2 separate regions of the Mus musculus genome follow, and region 2 is linked to region 1. The links are chromatin contacts, called in public Hi-C maps. All regions are on one chromosome and are shown on one strand. Each heading gives the region's core, a stretch centred on a gene start, on an enhancer-like site or on the middle of the called end of the contact. The rest is flanking DNA. Distances are from core to core; before and after follow the strand shown.

What was found. Hi-C and Micro-C count contacts between places; a contact is called where the count stands out from the background.
Region 2: a contact with region 1 is called in a Hi-C map of the Ba/F3 cell line, with 2.8 times the contacts expected there. The contact joins two enhancer-like sites. A contact is called at or near these places in 3 of 39 promoter capture datasets (the HPC-7 cell line, hippocampal neurons and pre-B cells), 2 of 15 datasets of contacts at CTCF or cohesin (large pre-B cells and pro-B cells), 4 of 484 Hi-C or Micro-C datasets (the Ba/F3 cell line, the HPC-7 cell line, Th1 cells and 1 more), 7 of 115 datasets of contacts at active chromatin or transcription factors (the 230-238 cell line, the SCID.adh cell line, large pre-B cells and 3 more) and 2 of 9 other capture datasets (macrophages and pancreatic islet).

Annotation. Positions count from the first base shown.
Region 1 is chr1:95,365,996-95,370,033 of GRCm38.p6, forward strand. No RefSeq gene overlaps it. Among named protein-coding and RNA genes, the nearest start is that of Fam174a, 54 kb to the left of the region's middle. Within about 2 kb of position 1,941, at least 6 of the 459 cell types and tissues checked have an H3K27ac peak or open chromatin away from gene starts, as enhancers often do. A contact at or near this core is called in the Ba/F3 cell line, where this site is marked.
Region 2 is chr1:95,662,722-95,666,728 of GRCm38.p6, forward strand. The region is part of intron 1 of St8sia4 (ST8 alpha-N-acetyl-neuraminide alpha-2,8-sialyltransferase 4); the gene reads right to left. Among named protein-coding and RNA genes, the nearest start is that of St8sia4, 2.9 kb to the right of the region's middle. Within about 2 kb of position 1,785, at least 53 of the 459 cell types and tissues checked have an H3K27ac peak or open chromatin away from gene starts, as enhancers often do. A contact at or near this core is called in the Ba/F3 cell line, where this site is marked.

The DNA.
Region 1 (4,038 bases), core at 691-3,190:
CATCTAGGCTTTGTAACTTTTATGTTGCTGTTTAACTATCTCTGTGCTCTGCCTATGAACAACATAACTTTGGCTCTTCTCTTCCTCTAATGTCACTATGTGGTTCAGATTTTCATTTACTATTGTTATATGTTAAGTCCTGTCACTTAAGACCCTAATTTTTCTATCCTTGGGCAGTGGGGGTTCTCTCCCACTGACTTTTCTGTCATTTGTACAGCACTTCCTATTAAACATCCTATTTTCTCCAACAGCTGAAAAAGTTCAAGTCCTGTGTTGCGTTTCTCTGCTTTAATCTTAGAATGTGTCCACTAGCCCTGCTTCATTTAGCCAAGTACATGGTAGACACCATAACTGAGCTTCTCATTGTTCCTAGAGGAATTGAATCTTTTAGGTCTCCAAATTGTTCTAAAAATATGTATCACAAGTATATTTTGACATCTCTAACAAAACAAGAAAAGATTTTACTTTCATTATTTAGTTTTTTATTCTCACTTCCTATTTGTTAAAATGAAATCTCTTGGTCACTATTAACAATAGCTCACTATTTTCCTTATTTTACAATGTGGACAAAATGGTTTTGAATTGTCACCGCATTTTTAAATAAACCAACCCTTTGACTAGCAATAAAGTTGCGGAGAGAGATTCTTAGGCATTCTTTTTTGATCCTCACACAGTTTTTCACTAAAGATATTCAGACTTGTGCTCAAAAGCAGTGTGCTAATCTCCTTAGCCTTTGTGGTAGTATTTTATATTCAGTTACATTTAAGTTAAATCTCCCCTCCTCCCCTATGTCCTTTTATCCCTTCCCTTCACACCTGCCACTCCTATCTCCTTGGCAAGTATCCAGCAAAGCTCAACACGTGTTTGTGTTCTTTTCTTTTTTGTGAGGGGATGTGATAGGTTAGAAATATGAATATACATTTTTTTCTTCTGAACTAACACTTTATTCAAGCTTTATAATTATTTCTAATCATCTAACTTTCAACTCTTGTTGTAAAGATGTTTGTTTGTCCTGTCTATCATACCTTTCTAATTACTTTTATTAATTTTATTGTTATTTTGTTTTAGTTATTTTTTAAATTTTAAACTGTATTTATTTATTTTTAGTTTTTCAAGACAAGGCTTCTTTGTGTAGACTTAGCTGTCCTCAAACTCACTATGTAGGCTGTACTGTTCTCAAACTCAAGAGATATGCCTGCGTCTGTTTCCTGTGTGCTAGAACCAAAGGCTTGAGTCACCAAGGCCTGTTCTATCTTTTCCTGTTTTAATGATAAAGATAATGATGTGTAATTGAGGAAAATACGTAATAAAAAATTTTTAAATAAATAAATATAAAAAAAAGATTTAGAACTTTAATATTTAGAAATTAGGTACTTTTTTTTCTTCAAATTAATTCTTTCTACCCTGGAGCTCTTGACTCTAGCTGCATATGTATCAAAAGATGGCCTAGTCGGCCATCACTGGAAAGAGAGGCCCTTGGACATGTAAACTTTATATGCCCCAGTACAGGGGAACGCCATGACCAAAAAGTGGGAGTGGGTGGGTAGGGGAGTAGGGGGGGTATGGGGTACTTTTGGGATAGCATTGGAAATGTAATTGAGGAAAATACCTAATAAAAATTTTTAAAAAAGAAAAAAAAATTCTGTCAATGGTTTTGTTTTTGTTTTTTGTTTTTTGGTTTTTTTTTTTTTTTTTTTTTTTTTTTTTATCTTGAATGAGCTCTACTGACCTAGCCAAAGCCACAGTACTATGTTTTGCTGTGTGTCATGAAACACCTTCTTTAATAGTGAGAACTGGCTAACCAATTAATGTAGCATTCTCTATACTCTTTATGTCACTGAATAAATAAAATTGTTACTAAGGGGAAACCTAAGCAAATACTTTAGTTTCACTTGCTTTTAACTGTTTTTTTTTTTTTTTTTATGACTAATTTTGGTAATCACACAGCTAAGGAACGCAGTATTAGTCATGTTGAAGACGAATATGACGCTTGAGCCTGAAGCTAACAGGATCAAAACTTTTCCAGAGAATGTCTGTCTCAATCTTCTGCTTTCTGAAGTCAGAAAAGTTCTGGGTCAGAGTTACCCTTCATTACTGCCCCCAAATCTGTGGGGGTAAATAGGCATAACCCATAGTCCTGGAGGCGAGAGGCTTTATGAGATAATTAGTTCTTCTGAAGAAAATATAAGCAAAAATATATGATTTTAAGAGTTTGAATGTGTCAAAAGCCCAAGGCTGAGAGGTCACATTGTCAAACTGACTCTTGAAAGGTTTTGTTTCTTCTCACAGGCAGGGGGCAACCCCATCCTTCTTCAGACAAACTTGCCTGTCTGCCTGCCTGCCTGCCTGCCTGCCTGCCTGCCTGCCTGCCTGCCTGCCTGCCTGCCTTCCTTCCTTCCTTCCTTCCTTCCTTCCTTCCTTCCTTCCTTCCTTCCTTCCTTCCTTCTTTCCTTCCTTCCTTCCTTCCTTCCTTCCTTCTTTCCTTCCTTCCTTCTGTTTTTACTCTCTCTCTCTCTCTCTCTCTCTCTCTCTCTCTTTCTCTCTCTCTCTCTCTCTCTCTCTCTCTCTCTCTCTCTCTCTCACACACACACACACACACACACACACACACACACACGTATAGACTTGTGGCTGCTCACAGTGCTGTGAGTAAGTGATTCATCACTGCTCACCTCTAAATGGGGATCTATGTCAGCCCCCATCTGAGGCTTCTGGAATATTATAAAAGTGAGGGCAGAAAAAAAAAAATGTAAGAGCGAGATGATGGGAGGGGGAGGGCTGGGGAATGCTGGCTTCTGGAAATGATGAGACCTTTGCATAGAAGCAGGGGCTAGCTTCTTCTGACATTAGAAGAATGTGTCTGTCAAGTCCAGTCTCCGATGGCAGAAAGGTTTTATTGACTGTTGATAGCTGCTAGGATTTGGGAATGCCATTATCATCAGAGTAGAGTAGTTTTTGGTAAATCCCCTGTAATAATCCACTCCTTAACTTCATACCTACTGTCTTGGTCATTTCTTTTTCTTTCTTTCTTTCTTTCTTTCTTTCTTTCTTTCTTTCTTTCTTTCTTTCTTTCTTTTTTCTTTTTTTTTTGTAGTTATACAATTAATGAGAAAAAAAAGAGAAAGAAAACGAAAAACCAAAATGGATTTGAAAAACACAGCAAGAAGGGGTTTGTTGAAAAAGTTGGTGGGAGAAATGGAAAAGGGAAGATGGTATAATTATAATCTCAAAAAAATAAACCCAAAAAGAAATGATTAAAAATAATAATAATCACCATGGCCAAAAGCAACTTGGGAGGAAAGGATTTGTTTTGCTTACACTTCCAGGTAATAGTTCACCACTAAAGGAAGTCAGGGCAGGAATTTGATGAGAGCAGGAACCTGGAGGTATGAGCTGATAGAGAAGTCACATGGGAGTACTATTTACTGGTTTGATTTCCAAGGTTTACTGAGCCTGCTTTCTTATAGAGCCTAGAATCAGCAGTCACTCACAGTGAGCTGAGCCCACCTTTATCAGCCATCAATCAGGAAAAATGCACTATGGGCTTGCCCATAGGCCAATTTGATGAGGGCATTTTCTTTTTCTTTTCTTTCTTTTTTTTTAAATTAGGTATTTGTTTCATTTACATTTCCAATGCTATCCCAAAAGTCCCCCACCCGCTCCCCCGCCCACTCCCCCACCCACCCACTCCCACTTCTTGGCCCTGGTGTTCCCCTGTACTGAGGCAGATAAAGTTTGCACGACCAATGGGCCTCTCTTTCCACTGATGGCCAACTAGGCCATCTTCTGATACATATGTAGCTAGACAGGAGCTCTGGGGGGTACTGGTTAGTTCATAATGTTGTTCCACCTATAGGGTTGCAGATCCCTTTAGCTCCTTGGTTACTTTTTGAACTTGATCCCCCTTCCTAAATGACCCTGTAAAGTTTTAGCCAGGATATAGATACTTACATGGATGAGCATGGTTAAAATCATAACAAAAGACATAAAAGTGAGGGAAGAATTTGGGCAGAGGAAGGTGTTTGTCAGTGATGGAAA
Region 2 (4,007 bases), core at 535-3,034, 300 kb after region 1:
AGTTAGTCCTATGGAATGTTAACAGGACAAATGCATATTCTGAGAAGACTGGTACTTCCCCATTTGAGCAGCTTCTATTAAATTGGTGATTGGCCATAGGTCAGGCTTTTATCATTGGAAAGAACCTTGAATGAAAATGAGCACTAGTAGTCAAACTTCTCTTTTACACTCAAAGGAATCATCTCACGCTATAAAGCATACTTTTTTGTTGTTGGATATTTTTGTAAACGATCTTGGTTTTACTGTCTGAAGAAAGATTCCCTTCCCATGAATTCAAGGCATGAAGAATATTGCCACCCACTGTTTGCTTCTCATTCTACTTTGGACATGACCTCTGAACAGCTACATTGAAAACACTTTTTTGCATAGAAATATCTACAAAACATTCAACATGCAATTTTAAAAAGGGAAGAAACAAAAGACATCAAAGAAATCACTCAGCACTAAAGAATGTGATTTGATAGTGTTTCTGCTCCTATGGTGTTGTGAAATTCAACAAAGATGATCTTGCACAAGATCCCACTCTGAGGAATATCTGTACTTATGCCTGTTAACATCTACAATCTTTTGTTATTGTTTTCTCTTTGGTATGAGTTTCTGCCTTTGCAATAATTTATATTGTCAATTCTGAGATACACAACAAAGGTGATTAAATACACTTTTGGATATTAGGTCTCAGTATCTTAGTATTTTAGGATACTGATTACTTAGCTGTGGAATGAATGTGACTAGATTAAGCTTCTTCATTAATTGAAACTTAAAAAAAAACATATCAACAAAAGACTTGAGTCAAACTAAGTCTGAACTCAAGCAGGGAGCAATTCTATATTTTATTCCCAAAGTATCAAACAAATAAAGATGAGATATAGTGTAGTGTAATTGAAAAATTAATCTGGGAATTAAAGGGCAAAAGATGGAATACTGTTTTACAAACCCATCTTCTACTTTGAAACAATTTAAAAGTGAGTTTTTCTGTGCAGTTATAATCTCAGCACTGGGTGTTCAGCTTTACTATCAACCTTATACATGGCAAAATTCAAAACTGTTGATTGTTTAGTAATATAATGTAAGGAGCCTTAAGGGAGAAAAAAAGACATGGATAACTATACTGAAGTCTCATTGTAGTTCTGCCAAGTAAGTTTCAGGGAGTCTCACCAAAATTGGCATCTATATATCATTTAACTTTGCCACATGTTTAAATTCTTTCCTCACTAGAAAGGTTTGCTCAAGTAGTTGTGCATGTGGGAATCTTAAAAGCCATTTCCAGTATATTCTGGTGAGTATGCCAAACGTGAAAAAGTAGTGAAAAGCCTGTGGGAGAAAGTAACTCAAGAACGATCCACTTAATACTACCAGTGGTCTGATGTAGATGCATTAACAAAATCCGTCTATCAATAAAGTTTATCCAGAAGGAAATGGCAGGTTCAGGTGGTCAGTGATTGTCACTCACACTGTAGGGAGTAATCCCCTACTCTTGTTGAACACACTGCTAAGGTTCCTCCAGAAATAGAGGACGGCAACCTTTCTCAGCTACTACTTTCCTTTCTGTGTACAATGAGTGCTTGATGCTGAAGAGTGAGTGATGCTCCATTGGCTGTGCGTGGGGACTCTGCTAAAGAAGAAGTGGTTGGATAGAGAAACCTCCTATCTAGTGGGAAATATTCATGGTGTTGGGGACTCTGAACTCAGAGAAATGTAAGATTAAAGAACTTGGTTGGAGCTACTGCCAGCCTGTAAGGCTTGCAGTGCCCCCCAAAGGCTGTAGCCTGCCTCTATGGTCTCACTTTTAAATGAAGTTTTGATCTGGCCTTCAGGGCCCCTTTACTCTTTAAGTCATTTCAAAACTGGCCTCCCCATAAGCTTGCACAGAGACGAGATGGTGGGTTAGCTGATGAATCAAGTGCTCCACCAGAGGCACTGTTAGGGAGTTGAAAGAAATCATGTGCTCAGGTCACCCCCCTGAACGTTTCATTCAGGCCAAAAGGGGATGAACATCCAGAGACCCCAGCTACCCTGCACTGCTCTTGGTAACACTGGCCCCACCCTGTGCCTGAGTCTGGAAGCCCAGAGCAGTCAGGATTTCTCCAGCACGTGGGTGAGGACTGTCTCCACAACCCTGTCTCTGCCTTGTTCAAAAAAGCTGCAGTTGCGGGCTTTAATTAAAGAGGAGGAGCTTTGAATGTGAATTTTTTTGTTTGTTTGTTTGCTTGACTGTCACAAATGAAGGCAGGCTTACTTCTTTCTGAAATGATGCTCACACACGAAACACACACGAAACACACACGAAACACACACACACACACACACACACACACACACACACACACACACACACACACACACACACCAGTCTTCTCATTATCCTGCTCTGACTACTAGTTCTTGTAGAAGAAAGGGTAGACACCAGCACGGCACCCGGTACACCTCTCTTCCTGTTTTGATAACTCAAGCGCTGGCCTCAAGCCTTCTCATAGGAACTGGGAAGAAAGAACTGGCAGCTCAGCTTGCAAAGGGTGCGGAGGCACAGCTCAGTAGAGCTAACCCAGTCGCTGTGTGACTGTGGGGCTGCAGCTCCTCTGATGCCAGGGCTGTGCAGACCCTCCCTTGATTTCCAAAAAGGCCAGAGAATAAATGTCACTGTGAAACGTGGAGTGTCCTGGATCTGATATTTTCCTTTGGGGCACCCGGGATACAGGCCTCCTTCCTGGAGGCAATTTATCCGAGCAAGGGAATGACTCCTTTGCAGGGTTTGGACATAGTGTTCATCACCACGCCCACTCCTGCTCGCTAGGGTCCCAAACCACTGGAGTCCTGTAGAAGCTTGGCCGCTTTGTCTAAGCGCCGGCTCCTTGGAACCCAATCAGTTCTGAAGGGAACAAAGAGCCTCGATTCGCAAGCCCCAGCCTCCGCCTCTCCCAGGAGTTCCCACGCGCGGGTTCACCACCTTCAAGACCCCTTTGTCTGCCTGGCAAAAACAGGTCTGCTGGGTTTATTCACACCCCTCCCAATTTTTCTTTTCCACCATTGACATGGATTTTCCAACCATCCACTTCTAGGTAAACGACTTCACCTAATTCTTTTTATTTATGTATGTATGTATTTATTTTTCCTCTCATACAAACCTTGAATAGGTTTGTTGAAGCATAAGGACCATTCGGCCCACTCCTTATTAGTGTTCCTTTCTCCTAGAGTCCCCTTTGAGCCTAGTACTATTAGCTTTATGCAGAATAGCAAGTCCTTCCGGGAGGATACACCTGCGTCTTACTCACTTCATTGTGACTGATTACTCAGAGAGGAGCGGGGATATTAAGAAAAGAGCTGCGTAAAGTTTCCTAGTGTGTGTTTGAGAAGCTCTCTGCCCCGCCCCCCACACAAAACCGCGCACACACAAAAATGCCAAAGCATCCTTCTTCGTTTCAAAGATGCCAGAGACAATGTAAAAACAGAAGGAAATCTCAGCCAGTGCAGTTTCCGACTGTGGAAAGCTCCGGACTTGGGAGGATTTCCGAAACAGGACTTTTAACAGAGTTGACAACAGGGCCATATCCTCAGATGTGCGCTTCCAAGCCTTGTCAGAGACAAGAAGTTACAAATCGCTCGCTCTGCTCCCGGATAGACTTCAAAGGCAGAGAAGCCAGGGGAGAGAGGAAGGAAGTGAGATATTTACAGAACTTAATGGGGCGGAGATTTTGATCACATCTTGACAAACTCAAAAAAAAAGAGCAGATATGGTCTGTAAAGGCGCAGTTCCCAGTTCCCTTCTAAAACTGTAACCATGAAACCCGGGAGTTTTATACGTAGAGGAGTGAATAAGGAATTTTCCTTATTGATACTGAAATGTCTAACTTAAAGAAAGAAAGAAAGAAAGAAAGAAAGAAAGAAAGAAAGAAAGAAAATAGATCTTACAGGCGTCCCCTCCCCCAACAAAAACAAACAAAAAAGAGTAAAGACCCACTTCACTTCTGTGACCATAAACTTTGGAGAACGCCGCTTTTTATGGTGTCCTC